Linked DNA regions of Mus musculus: all the other regions are linked to region 3. A link is a contact called in public Hi-C and HiChIP or PLAC-seq data. All regions are on one chromosome and are shown on one strand. The core of a region is the stretch at or near the end of the contact, and the rest is flanking DNA. Distances in the headings are between cores, read along the strand shown.

Region 1 (2,700 bases), core at 94-2,593, 71 kb before region 3:
TTACAGGCATACATCACCATCCTTGTTCCTATTAGAAATACTTTAAGGCAGATGTGGTTGTACAGGCCTTTAATCCCAGCAACCAAGAGGCAGAAATAAGAATATTCCTGAGTCCAAGCTCAGCCTGGTCTACAGATGGCTACACAGAAAACCCATGTCTCAAACAAAGAAAAATACTTGTAAAACAGGACATGGTAACACACACCTTTAATCCTGGCACTCAGGAGGCAAAGGCAGGCAGATCTGTGAGTCTGAGACTAGCCTAGGACAGCCAGAGCTTTGAAATAAAGACCTTGTCTCAAAAAGGGCAACTCCTCCCACTAAAATAAAAATAAATACTTTTAAGAAAATACAATCACAGCTGGGTGGTAGTGGTGGTACACACCTTCAGCCCCAACACTTGGGAGACACAGGCTGGCAGATCTCTCTTCCAGGCCAGAGCTAGTTCCAGGCCAGCCAGAGCTACATAGAGAAGCCCTGTCTCAAAGAGAGAAAGAAGAGAAGAGAAGAGAAGAGAAGAGAAGAGAAGAGAAGAGAAGAGAAGAGAAGAGAAGAGAAGAGAAGAGAAGAGAAGAGAAGAGAAGAGAAGAATAAAATTAAAAGGGAAGGAAGGAAAGAGAGAGAAAGAAAGAAAGTAGGGAAGAGAGAGAGAGAGAGAGAGAGAAAGAAAGAAAGAAAGAAAGAAAGAGAGAAAGAGAGAAAGAAAGAAAGAGAGAAAGAGAGAAAGAAAGAAAGAAAGGCTATTAAGGAAGGAAGGAAGTAAACTATTAGTATGGTGGGGAGGGCCTGCCTAGCATGCATGAGGTTCTGAGTTCAAGGCCCAGCACTGCACCTCCCACTGCTGCTACTAAATTGAAAGTAAAACATTTTGTTCTCCTTTGCCTTGTCGTCCTTCTTCCAGAGAGCAAGTGCTACATGCAGAGCCAAGCCTATGAGCTTCCGGTCAGGAGGAGTCTTAAGAGTAGCATACTCTCCTCACAGAAAGGTAAGAAAACCAAAGCCCAGAGACAGCCCTATCCAGCAAGTCAGGGACAGGAGCAGAAAGGGTATTCTTTCATTTTTCAAAGCAATTAGCCATGTTTCCCACACCTCCTTTAAAGGAAATGTTCTGCACAGGGCTACCAAGTCTTCAAGAGCTTAGGTCATTGTATCTTAAGTATGAAAACATAAGATCTAACACTGAGAACAGAATATTTTTAGGTATGACAACTTCTCAGGGAAGCTTTAGGGGTACAGAACACAGCAGGGACAACTGGCCCCACTGAACCCTTAGACAGGAATTACAGAACACAAGCCGTGTCTGTTCACAGGAGAAAGAGGAACAATATAGAGACCTCCACTTCCCCAGCAGCATGCCAGCTAAGCCACTAAAGTACTTCTCTAAATCAGGAAAGAAGGAGAAACCAACACACATGTACACATGTGAACAAGCACAACCAAAACAACTCCGAAAAGGATAGAAGAAGCTCTGAAAGAAAATTAAAGGATACGTTTTTTCTTATTTCCATGATAAAGTGCGAAGAAAGGTGAGTCTACTGTTTTATGTGTGCCTTGAGTATATACAGGGGGACACCCACTCAGCCTTCCAGGTTTTGCTGTCCTGGAACAAAAAGATGCCGGAGGACCATGTGGATAGTAATCGTTTCTAAGAGAGAAAGGCCCTCCTGAGAATGGAAACGTGTGCTCGAAGCTAGGAAAAGGAGCAAACAGTAGGGTTCCGCCACTCTCCGCAGAGCATCTAGATGTCGCCAGCGCCCACCTTCTCCCACTCCGGGAAATCTCGGGCCTTTTCCCTTAAGCATACTATTTTAATCATGCATCCCTGGTGGCGCAAGGTTCCCTGTCTTCCTCTGATAACTGGATTCTTTGTCATTATCCTCTCTGTGTGCCCTACTCTCCAGCCACTGGAAGACACCATGCACACTGGCAGCAAAGGCTATATCTGCTACTGCAGCCTGGAGGCTTCCTTCAGAGGTGACTTAAGTGATAGCTGCTACTAGGACTCTTCCCCATTCCACCACTTACTTTGCTCTGCAGTAAAACTAAGCCATTTTGTTACTTTGTTTTACCAACATGTTTTCACTTTGTAACCTAGGCTAGCCTCAAGCTCACTGTAATTCTCCTGACTGCAGCAAAACTACAATGGATTACATATAACTACTATCATGTGGAACTTCAGCATTTCATTTTAAAAATAATTTTAAAGCACTGTAATGCTATGAAAGAGATCTCTCTAAAGTAATTTTAAATTTTTCATGTGTACACAAACAAAATGCAAAACAAAAAGTAAATTTATAATGAAGTTAAAAGACTAATTTTATACGTCTTTAAACATATATTTGAGTTTTTAATTCTATGATTACCACTTTTTGTTTTGTTTTGACACAAGGTCTCTCTACATAGCCCTGGCTATCCTGGACTCACAGAAATCTGCCCACCTGTAACCTTCTCCTGACTTAGACAAGCACTGCGGTTAGAGCAGCATGTCTTGGAGATGTTTCGTTTCTTGAGTAACAATTTGGATGGGATGCTGTGGGTCTCAGCAAGGGCATTTCTACTTCATTTATCACCATTTTCTTTCACTAATCTGAATTGCACCATTCCTGCTGTTGTGATCATTCACTGTGGATTAACAATTCAAAATCAGTTCAAACAAGAGGCCAGAATGACAAGACAGCAGGAGGGCTCTGCAGGCAAGGG
Region 2 (2,700 bases), core at 197-2,696, 120 kb before region 3:
CAAATCACCAATGTACATAAAATAAAAACATTTCTTAAGAAAGAGCGCATGAAGCTGGGAGGGAAAAATGACAGTAGGAGCTGGAGAGGAGTGGCTGGGGTAGATTTGATCAGAGCACACACACAGTATAAATATTTAATCAATATTTTTAAACAAAAATTAGTTGTTAGAAAATATTACAATATAACAGTTACTAGTTTTAGTTCAAAATCTAGAAAGTATCATAGAATACTTACCTGAAATACTTTGCCAAATGATGAAAACAGAATTTAGGTATCAAAAGATAAGAGAAGGCACCAAACAGTGTAAATGTCACGGATGGATCAGAAAGCACCTGGAGAAGCTGCTGCTAGTCCACTGGCTGTCTGACATCACACCGGGTTAGTTATTAGAGAACATCATGGTATCAAATCGCAATAGCAAAGACTTACCTAAGATGCCAAAACAGAAACTGCCCAATCCTCCGATTATCAAGTGCTCTTTCTAATAGGAATCTGGAGAGGGCACAATCGAGAAAAGGCTCATATTTCAAAACTTGCACCAATTGTAAAAGATACTGAGAGAGTTCTTCATCACTGAAAGAAACAAAAGGGAGAGAAACTCAGCCACCTGTAACATGAAAGGACCCTTCCCTACCAACTGTCACATGCCCTGGCTCATGTGCGTGGGTCTCCTGGACCAGGCCTGTCATGTGCTTACATTCGCTGTACCACGTGATTATACATAAAAACTGCCAGGAGTCGTGCCCACTGCCCCCAAATAACATAATTATTTTGTGTGTGTGTGTGTGTGTGTGTGTGTGTGTGTGTGTGTGATGTATGTGGTATGTGTACCAGTGTTCAGAGGACAATGTGGTGGAGTGAATCTGTCTAGATAGGTTCCAGGGGTCAATAAGGACATCAGGGTTCTGAGACAAAGTTTCTCCATGTCCACTTATAAAAACCTATAGCTACTAGAAACAACAAATATAAAGTGGGAGGCTGCTTCTCCTAGTCATAGGATTCTACATCTCAGACTAATACAGAGGTTACATAGTTCCTTCTGCCTATCAAACTATTCAAAATAGATCTGATTTTAAAAGCAAGGAAAGACCATAGCCAGGATGGGGACAGGAAGATCAGTCTGAGCTTGACAACTAGCTAGCCTGGGCTACACGGTGAGTTCAAGGGCAGATCCCATGTGAAAATAAATAAACTTGCCTCCATCCTAAAATACCAACCCTTCTTATTTGGGGCAATTAATAGACTATGGGGAAGGAAAGAGGGGACAGAGGCATGGCTGCTCAGTTTAGAAGTGCTGGCCTCCAGGGTTGGCCAAGGGCAGGCGCTTGGAAACCAAGGTTTCAGAACTCGGTCCTGTAGTGAAAGGGGAAAGTGGCCTTCCCACACCTAAAGTGTTCATGCAGCAGTAAGGGCTGCACCGCAGAGCCAGCAGAGGGCGCTAAGATCCCACACAAGACCTGGCCACCAGTGCTCACACACATTCCTTGCCCACTCTGGTAACTCCTTGCCCCATGATGGTGCCAGAAAAGAGATACCTCATCTGTCGAAGGCAGCCTACAGCGTATTCCCGGACATACTGGTCTGGATAGTTGAAATCCAGGAGTTCCAGGGCTTCCCTGGGGGGCAGTTTGGGCCATATCTGCAGGAGCGCCTGAAGCTGTTTAAAATGAAAACTGGGTCAGAAGTTTGGTGGACAAAAGTAACTTACCTTTCCCGGCACATGGGAGCACAGATGAGTCAAAACAAGGAAAAAATTTAACTACTGATGCCTCAAACATCCTGGCAGATGCAGACTAACAAAGGTTGCCTTTGTTTCTGAAACATTCTGTGTACGTTTAAAAGGTTATTCTGTGCCTACCAAAAACAAAGTAAGACACTGCAGGTATCTACAGTGATTAACCACCGCATAATTTAAGAACAAAACAACTATAAATAAGCCAAGTCTCAAGCTAAGTAAAGACATATATACTAAGAAAGTCAATAACTCATTTTAAAACTACAAAGTATGTATGTATGTATGTATGTATGTATGTACGTATGTATAGTATGTATGTATGTGTTTGTCTGAGGCAGAGTTTCTCTGTGTAGCTGTGGCTGTCCTGGAACTCTGTCTGTACACTAGGTTAGTCTAGAACTCAGAGATCAGCCTGTCTCTGCCTCTGAGTGCTGAGATTTAAGGTACACACACCACCAAGCCCATCTGCCTTTAGATGAATGTTTAAAGAAATCTATTACTTTACAGACTTTTTATTAGCCAGAACAGCTCGAGCTCCTCAGATCAGAAATAAAAGTGAGTGGTCCACGAGAACTGAACAGTGCCTACATTCTGTTTATGGCTAATAAATCCTGTTATAAATGCTACAGGACATTAGACGACAAGACTCCCTGGGCAAGAGCTGGAGCTGCATGTGAAGACATAGCTGTGGCCACACCCAGGTCTTCAGAAGAGGAACTCTGCCATGGCTCTGTGAGATGTGGAGCCCTTAAAGGCTGAGACAGGAGGACTGGACATTTGAGAGAGGCTAAGGTTACATAGTAACAAAACAAAACATCCAACAAATGGAAATACTTCTGCGGAAAGACATTTTACACAAAATCAGAGTCACACACACACACACACACACACACACACACACACACACTTGTTATTTGGGGGAAAGAAAGTGGAGGGAGAGAAGGAAGAGATGGGAGAGGGAGG
Region 3 (2,700 bases), core at 88-2,587:
ATGAGGGGATTTGGCTGCCTCAGGTCATACTGGGGAGACCAGCAGGGGGAATTATGGGGGACAATGCAGGAGCTCCTTCCATACGTCATATTATCTGGGCAGTGCCTCGCTGGGGAATCAATGCCTTGCCCCTGCGGATCTCTGTATCACTCCATTTCAGCTAACAGGACCTGCGGATCTCTGTGTCACTCCATTTCAGCTAACAGGACCTGCTTCATTTTAGACCTCATGTATCCCAAGCTGTTTTACATTCTGAGCGATTCCAGGTGGAATAAAAATGACCTTGATGGTTTGTATATGCTTGGCCCAGGGAATGGTAATATTTGAAGGTATGGCCTTGTTGGAGTAGGTGTGTCACTGTGGGCGTGGGCTTTAAGACCCTCTTCTAGCTGCCTGGAAGCCAGTATTCTGCTAGCAGCCTTCAGATGAAGGTTGTAGAACTCTCAGCTGTAACCTGTACAATGCCTGCTTGTATGCTGCCATGTTCCTGCCTTGATGATAATGGACTGAACCTCCGAACCTGTAAGCTAGCCCCAATTAAATGTTGTCCTTTATAAGACTGGCCTTGGTCATGGTGTCTGTTCACAGCAGTAAAACCCTAACTAAGACAATCACTATTTTAATTCACTCATAAATAAATACATCAACCACAGCTTTTAAGATTTAAGATGGCCAAATACTTGCTCAGCCTTGAACTCTACACATCTCTGAACTTGTATACACTGAGAACTTTCCCACGGCTGTTCTAAACCAGGGTACTATGGTCAGCAAGAGGTTTACAAAGAAGGCACTTTCAGTATTGCTTTCTCTTTTTATGCCAGAACAACAGCTCTCAGCCTTCCTAACACTGCAACCCTTGAATACAGTTCCTCATGTTGTGGTGACTCCCAAGCATAAAATTATTTTTGTTGCTACTTCATAACTGTAATGTTGACTCTGTTTTCCTTGTTTGTTTGTTTGTTTTTCTGAGATAGGGTTTCTGAATAGCCCTGGCTGGCCAGGAACGCCCTTTGTAAACCAGGCTGGCCTTGAACTCCCAAAGATCTACCCACCTCTGCCTCCCGAATGCTGGGATTAAAGGTGTGCACTATACCAACTGGCCACTAGTATTATAAGTCGTAATGCAAGTATCTGTTTGTTTTTCTCCCAATGGTCTTAGGCAACCCCTGTGGAAGGGTCATTTGACCCCAAAGGAGTTGACCATCAGAACAGACTTTCCATCTCTTCAGTTTAAATCTCTTGATTAGACTAATCCTGCATTTGTAACTCTGCATTGTCCCAGCATTCCCTCCTTGAAACCTTCAGAGACCATGACATCAGCCTGATTCTGGCCACACTCCAGAAACTGTGGGGGGCAGAGGGGGAGAGGGGAAGTACTGCTAGATTGCTGCTCCAGCAGCGGGCCTCCCTGAGGTTCCTGGCAAGTGACACTAACCAAGTTTTGGTGGCCCAGCATTGTCACATCTACTGCAGCCCTTGGTGACGGTATGACCCGGTGTGCGGCCCCTGCAGAGCCCACAGCCTCGTGGGCTGCTGCGCTGTTTCCATCAAAGCCACGGGGCATGGCTTCCGAGAAGCAGCAGGGAGAGCTGCTAGAGAGCAGCAGGTGTGGGCCTGGAGGCAGATCTGGTCTGAGGTGTGTGACTGGGGCTGGGCCACCCGGAAGAGTAGCTCTGGGAGTATTCGTCCAATGGACCTCTAGAGCCGGAAATCTGCCTGTCCATCACTTAGTTAGTTAGTTAGTTAGTTAGTTAGTTAGTTAGTTAGTTAGTTAGTTTTTGGAGATGGGGTTTCTCTGAGATCTGACTGCCTCTGCCTCCCAAGTGCTGGGATTAAAGGCTTGTGCCACCACTGCGTGGCAATTGTATTTTTAAAAATCTTATTCTTACCTCACATGTTCCAGGCTTGAACTCAATGTGTAACTAAGGTTGGCCTTGAACTCCTTAGCCTCTTGTCGAGTGTTGAGACTGCAGGTGTGAGCCTTGACACCCAGCCACACCCACTCTTTCACTGCTCTGTGTGCTCCCTGGATCACCTGAGCAAAAAGAGATCCCTGCCCCTAGTCACAGAGTATTTTTCCTCCCTCCTCCCTCCCTCCCTCCTCCTTTCCTCTCTTCCTTCATTCCTTTTTCCTCTTTTTAACACTTATTTTTTATGTATATGTTGTGAGTATGTTTGTCTGTTTGTATATTACATGAAGGAAGGTACCCTCACCACCACCGTGGTCAAAAGCGGACATCATCTCCAGAGGAGCTGGAGTTACAGGTGGTTGTGAGCTGTCCTATGTGGGTGCTGGGGACTGAAACCAAAGCATCAAAGTCAAGTCGTTAAACTTGGCAGCACAAACTTTTCCATGGAATCATCTCAGCCACCCCGTGGCTATCAGCTTTTGGCACATGGAAATGTGAGCGCACTGGTCATCTCTCATAACCATCCTTTTTTCTGCAGATCTGCACCGACTCTTCTAATTCCAAGATGTATATGGTGGCACACTCTTATAATCCTACTGCTAAGGAGGTTGAGGCAGGAGGACCACCAGAATCAAGGACAACCTATGCTACGGAGTGAGTTTAAGGGTATTATGGACCACAATACATAAATGACAAAAACAACAACAACAACAACAACAACAACTACTTCCAAAGATTGAATTTCAGAATTAGCTAAATACTATATGCAGAAGCAGATAGATGCAAACCA
Region 4 (2,700 bases), core at 52-2,551, 90 kb before region 3:
TGCTAAGAAGTGAAGTGAGGGAGAGGCAGGCAGAGGGCAGGGGGACGTGTTGGAACCCATCTGTATTCCAGAACACAGGAAACTGAGACAGGATGATCATGATTGCCTTGGGTCTAAACAAGTTCCATGCCAGCCTGAACCCACAATGGAACACTGGTTTTAACTGCCTTAGTCACCCCAAAACTGTCCTAAAAGGTTAAGCTGATAGAAATGAAATATGCTGGGCTGGAAAGCTGGCTCAGTGGTTAAGAGCACTGAATGCTCTTCCAGAGGTCCTGAGTTCAATTCCCAGCAACCCATGATGACTCACAACCACTCCTAATGAGATCTGATGCCCCCTTCTGGTGTCTGAAGACAGTGACAGTGTACTCATATACATAAAATAAATAAAAATCTTTTACAAAAAGAAAAAGAAAAGAAATGAGATACACCGCTGGGGATTTCTAAGCCTCAAGTTGGGAACCAGAGCCACAAGCAAGGCTGAGAAAAAGAAACAACATAGAAATAGTCTGCCTATTCAGATATCTTGTGTCCTGTGTCTCAAGCTGATTAAGTATAATATCTAACCTGATAGTATTTGGTGAGAGGGCACTAAAAATACCATGCAGGAGAAGGCTATTTTTCAAGTAAATGGTGATGAGCTTTTGGCAAAGATGTTGATTGTCACAGAAGGAGAAGTGAGTAAAGGAAACAGGTCTGAGACTGAGAGCACAACTGAAAATCACATGGTTTTGGGGTTACCAAAGGCCGACACAGGAAACTTACAGAAATAACTCGCGTTTTCTTTGGTGGTAAAGGGAGAGGAAGGTTGGATGAGTTTCGGTTGATGGCAGCCTCTATGGCAATCATTTCTTGTTCATACATTTTCTTGATCTTACAACATTCCACAAGGATGAAGTGGGGCAGGGTTCTATTCATCACACAATTCCGGATGTACTGAAGTAGCAGGAGAGGCGAGGGTAGAGATTTACAGGCATCATTTAAATCAACAAAGAAAATTAATATGAACAGCACTACACTAAATGTACAGTATAGGTATATGTTACTCAACTTAGTATCAAGAATATAATCATTTAAAGTCACAACACAGGAAAGCTGGAGAGGCAGCAGCCCCTGGATGCTCCAGGGAATCCTGCAACCACCTCTGGCCTCTTTAGGCACTACATATACATGGTGCACATACGTCCACAAGGGCAAAACCCCCATACACGTAATATAAAAGTAAATGTAAAACTACAACACAGGAGTCAGTGAGCTGGCTCAGCAGGGAAAGGCACTAGTCACCAAGTCATCAAGTCACCAAGTCTGATGACTCATGTTCAGCCCTGACCTACGGTGGCAGGAGAGAAACTACTCCCAAAAGTTGTTCCCTGACCTCCACAAGCACACTCTGGTGCACACAACTACACATAGAACAAGTGAAAACGTTATAAGGTCACAGCACAGCACAGCAATGCTGATGCATCTTTGTGGTGTACTGCTGGGAAACTAAACCCAGGGGCCACAAGCTTGAGGTCAGTGTTAAGAAAACAGTAGCTCAGCTCAGTATGAGCAAGAGGCCCTGTCTCTGAAGACTACGGGCCAAGGATTGAATTCAGATCATTGCCTAGCAGGTGCAAGAAACCCTGTCCAATTGTTATCATCAAACAAGCCATCAACAGCAAAAACCCACATAAAACAGCCACTGTTAACTGAGTACCCAATTACCTAGGAATGGAGAGAGATACTTACATTGTGGTTATTCTTAATAACAGTCTTCAAGAGACCAAGTTCCATTTCACAGGTTGTGGCCATGAAAACCAGAAGAGCTAACTTAACACACCTCGTATCTCTAAGACCCAAATATAAATCTATTTATCTGATGCCCAAGTTACATGCTGGCCAATCAGCCAGGGATGGTCTAAGTCCAGAGGACGCCTGAGGTGGCCCTTTTGCAGCACAGGATTCTAGGCGAGCGCCACCAGCAGTTTACCCAGGAAAGACCTTCTGGTCTTTCAGTCTAATGTTTTATTTTCATAAAACCAGGAGGCTCCACAAAAGATAAACTAAAAAACAAACAGTGACCATTCCTACTTTTAAGATTACAAATATATATGTATAAATCCCATGAATTCCTGAAAATAAACTCCTTCTATAGATCCAAAGCTTGATCCAGCTTATTCTGTGCTAGCCTGATGGAGGATGTCTTGTGCAAGACGACAGACTGGGAGGAAGAGAAGGATCTCCAGGTTGCTCACCTGACACTTTTGCTTTCTTCTTCCTGCTCAGCTAGAGCTCAACTGCTCACTACCCCAGAGCTGTGCACATAAGCTGTCCTATCCTAGGCCCCCTCTTGAACAAGAGGACATGCCACAACTTTAACAGACAAGACAGTATAAAATTCTGTTACCTGTTAAATGCATCTCAACCCGTTTTCTCTTTGGACACTCGAAACAGGGATCGAATAGCCTGGCCTGGTTGTTGACTCCAGACCTCTTGCCTCTGCCTCTCCACTGCTAGGAGCATGAACATACTGCCACACTTGACTTCAAAACTTTCTTTTCTTACAGACATCACTCAATATGTGGCCCCTCCACACTCCTGACAAGAGCTAACTCACGTGTGTAGCTCAATAGCTGGAGGCTGGAGCAGGATTACATCCCTGTGGGCTATAGAGTAGAACCTTGGTCTCAAAAACCTAACACTACCACAAAATGGAAC

Evidence for each region. A called contact is a pair of places that touch in the nucleus more often than the background predicts. HiChIP or PLAC-seq counts read pairs in DNA pulled down with a chosen protein or histone mark.
Region 1: an H3K27ac HiChIP or PLAC-seq map of microglia shows a contact between it and region 3, with 6 times the contacts expected there. The contact joins two enhancer-like sites. A contact is called at or near these places in 1 of 15 datasets of contacts at CTCF or cohesin (the NIH/3T3 cell line), 16 of 484 Hi-C or Micro-C datasets (the AML12 cell line, the G1E-ER4 cell line, MC3T3-E1-derived osteoblasts and 10 more) and 8 of 115 datasets of contacts at active chromatin or transcription factors (the HPC-7 cell line, bone marrow-derived macrophages, embryonic stem cells and 4 more).
Region 2: a Hi-C map of bone marrow-derived macrophages shows a contact between it and region 3, with 39 read pairs. The contact joins two enhancer-like sites. A contact is called at or near these places in 10 of 484 Hi-C or Micro-C datasets (bone marrow-derived macrophages, cerebral cortex, embryonic stem cells and 1 more), 4 of 115 datasets of contacts at active chromatin or transcription factors (the HPC-7 cell line, acute myeloid leukemia, embryonic stem cells and 1 more) and 1 of 9 other capture datasets (embryonic stem cells).
Region 4: a Hi-C map of bone marrow-derived macrophages shows a contact between it and region 3, with 59 read pairs. The contact joins two enhancer-like sites. A contact is called at or near these places in 19 of 484 Hi-C or Micro-C datasets (the AML12 cell line, the Ba/F3 cell line, the G1E-ER4 cell line and 10 more) and 5 of 115 datasets of contacts at active chromatin or transcription factors (the HPC-7 cell line, embryonic stem cells, extraembryonic endoderm stem cells and 2 more).

What each region holds. Positions count from the first base shown.
Region 1 is chr9:99,108,473-99,111,172 of GRCm38.p6, forward strand. All of the region lies in intron 2 of Pik3cb (phosphatidylinositol-4,5-bisphosphate 3-kinase catalytic subunit beta), which reads right to left. Among named protein-coding and RNA genes, the nearest start is that of Pik3cb, 30 kb to the right of the region's middle. Within about 2 kb of position 1,344, at least 66 of the 459 cell types and tissues checked have an H3K27ac peak or open chromatin away from gene starts, as enhancers often do. A contact at or near this core is called in the HPC-7 cell line, bone marrow-derived macrophages, conventional type 1 dendritic cells and 2 more, where this site is marked.
Region 2 is chr9:99,061,300-99,063,999 of GRCm38.p6, forward strand. It overlaps Pik3cb (phosphatidylinositol-4,5-bisphosphate 3-kinase catalytic subunit beta), which reads right to left. Exons shown (of 24, transcript NM_029094.3): 14 at 1,538-1,659; 15 at 432-575. Among named protein-coding and RNA genes, the nearest start is that of Gm1123, 27 kb to the left of the region's middle. Within about 2 kb of position 1,447, at least 3 of the 459 cell types and tissues checked have an H3K27ac peak or open chromatin away from gene starts, as enhancers often do. A contact at or near this core is called in bone marrow-derived macrophages, where this site is marked.
Region 3 is chr9:99,179,079-99,181,778 of GRCm38.p6, forward strand. No RefSeq gene overlaps it. Among named protein-coding and RNA genes, the nearest start is that of Gm33857, 19 kb to the left of the region's middle. Within about 2 kb of position 1,338, at least 43 of the 459 cell types and tissues checked have an H3K27ac peak or open chromatin away from gene starts, as enhancers often do. A contact at or near this core is called in the HPC-7 cell line, bone marrow-derived macrophages, conventional type 1 dendritic cells and 3 more, where this site is marked.
Region 4 is chr9:99,089,385-99,092,084 of GRCm38.p6, forward strand. It overlaps Pik3cb (phosphatidylinositol-4,5-bisphosphate 3-kinase catalytic subunit beta), which reads right to left. Exons shown (of 24, transcript NM_029094.3): 7 at 766-936. Among named protein-coding and RNA genes, the nearest start is that of Pik3cb, 49 kb to the right of the region's middle. Within about 2 kb of position 1,302, at least 53 of the 459 cell types and tissues checked have an H3K27ac peak or open chromatin away from gene starts, as enhancers often do. A contact at or near this core is called in the HPC-7 cell line, bone marrow-derived macrophages, granulocyte-monocyte progenitors and 2 more, where this site is marked.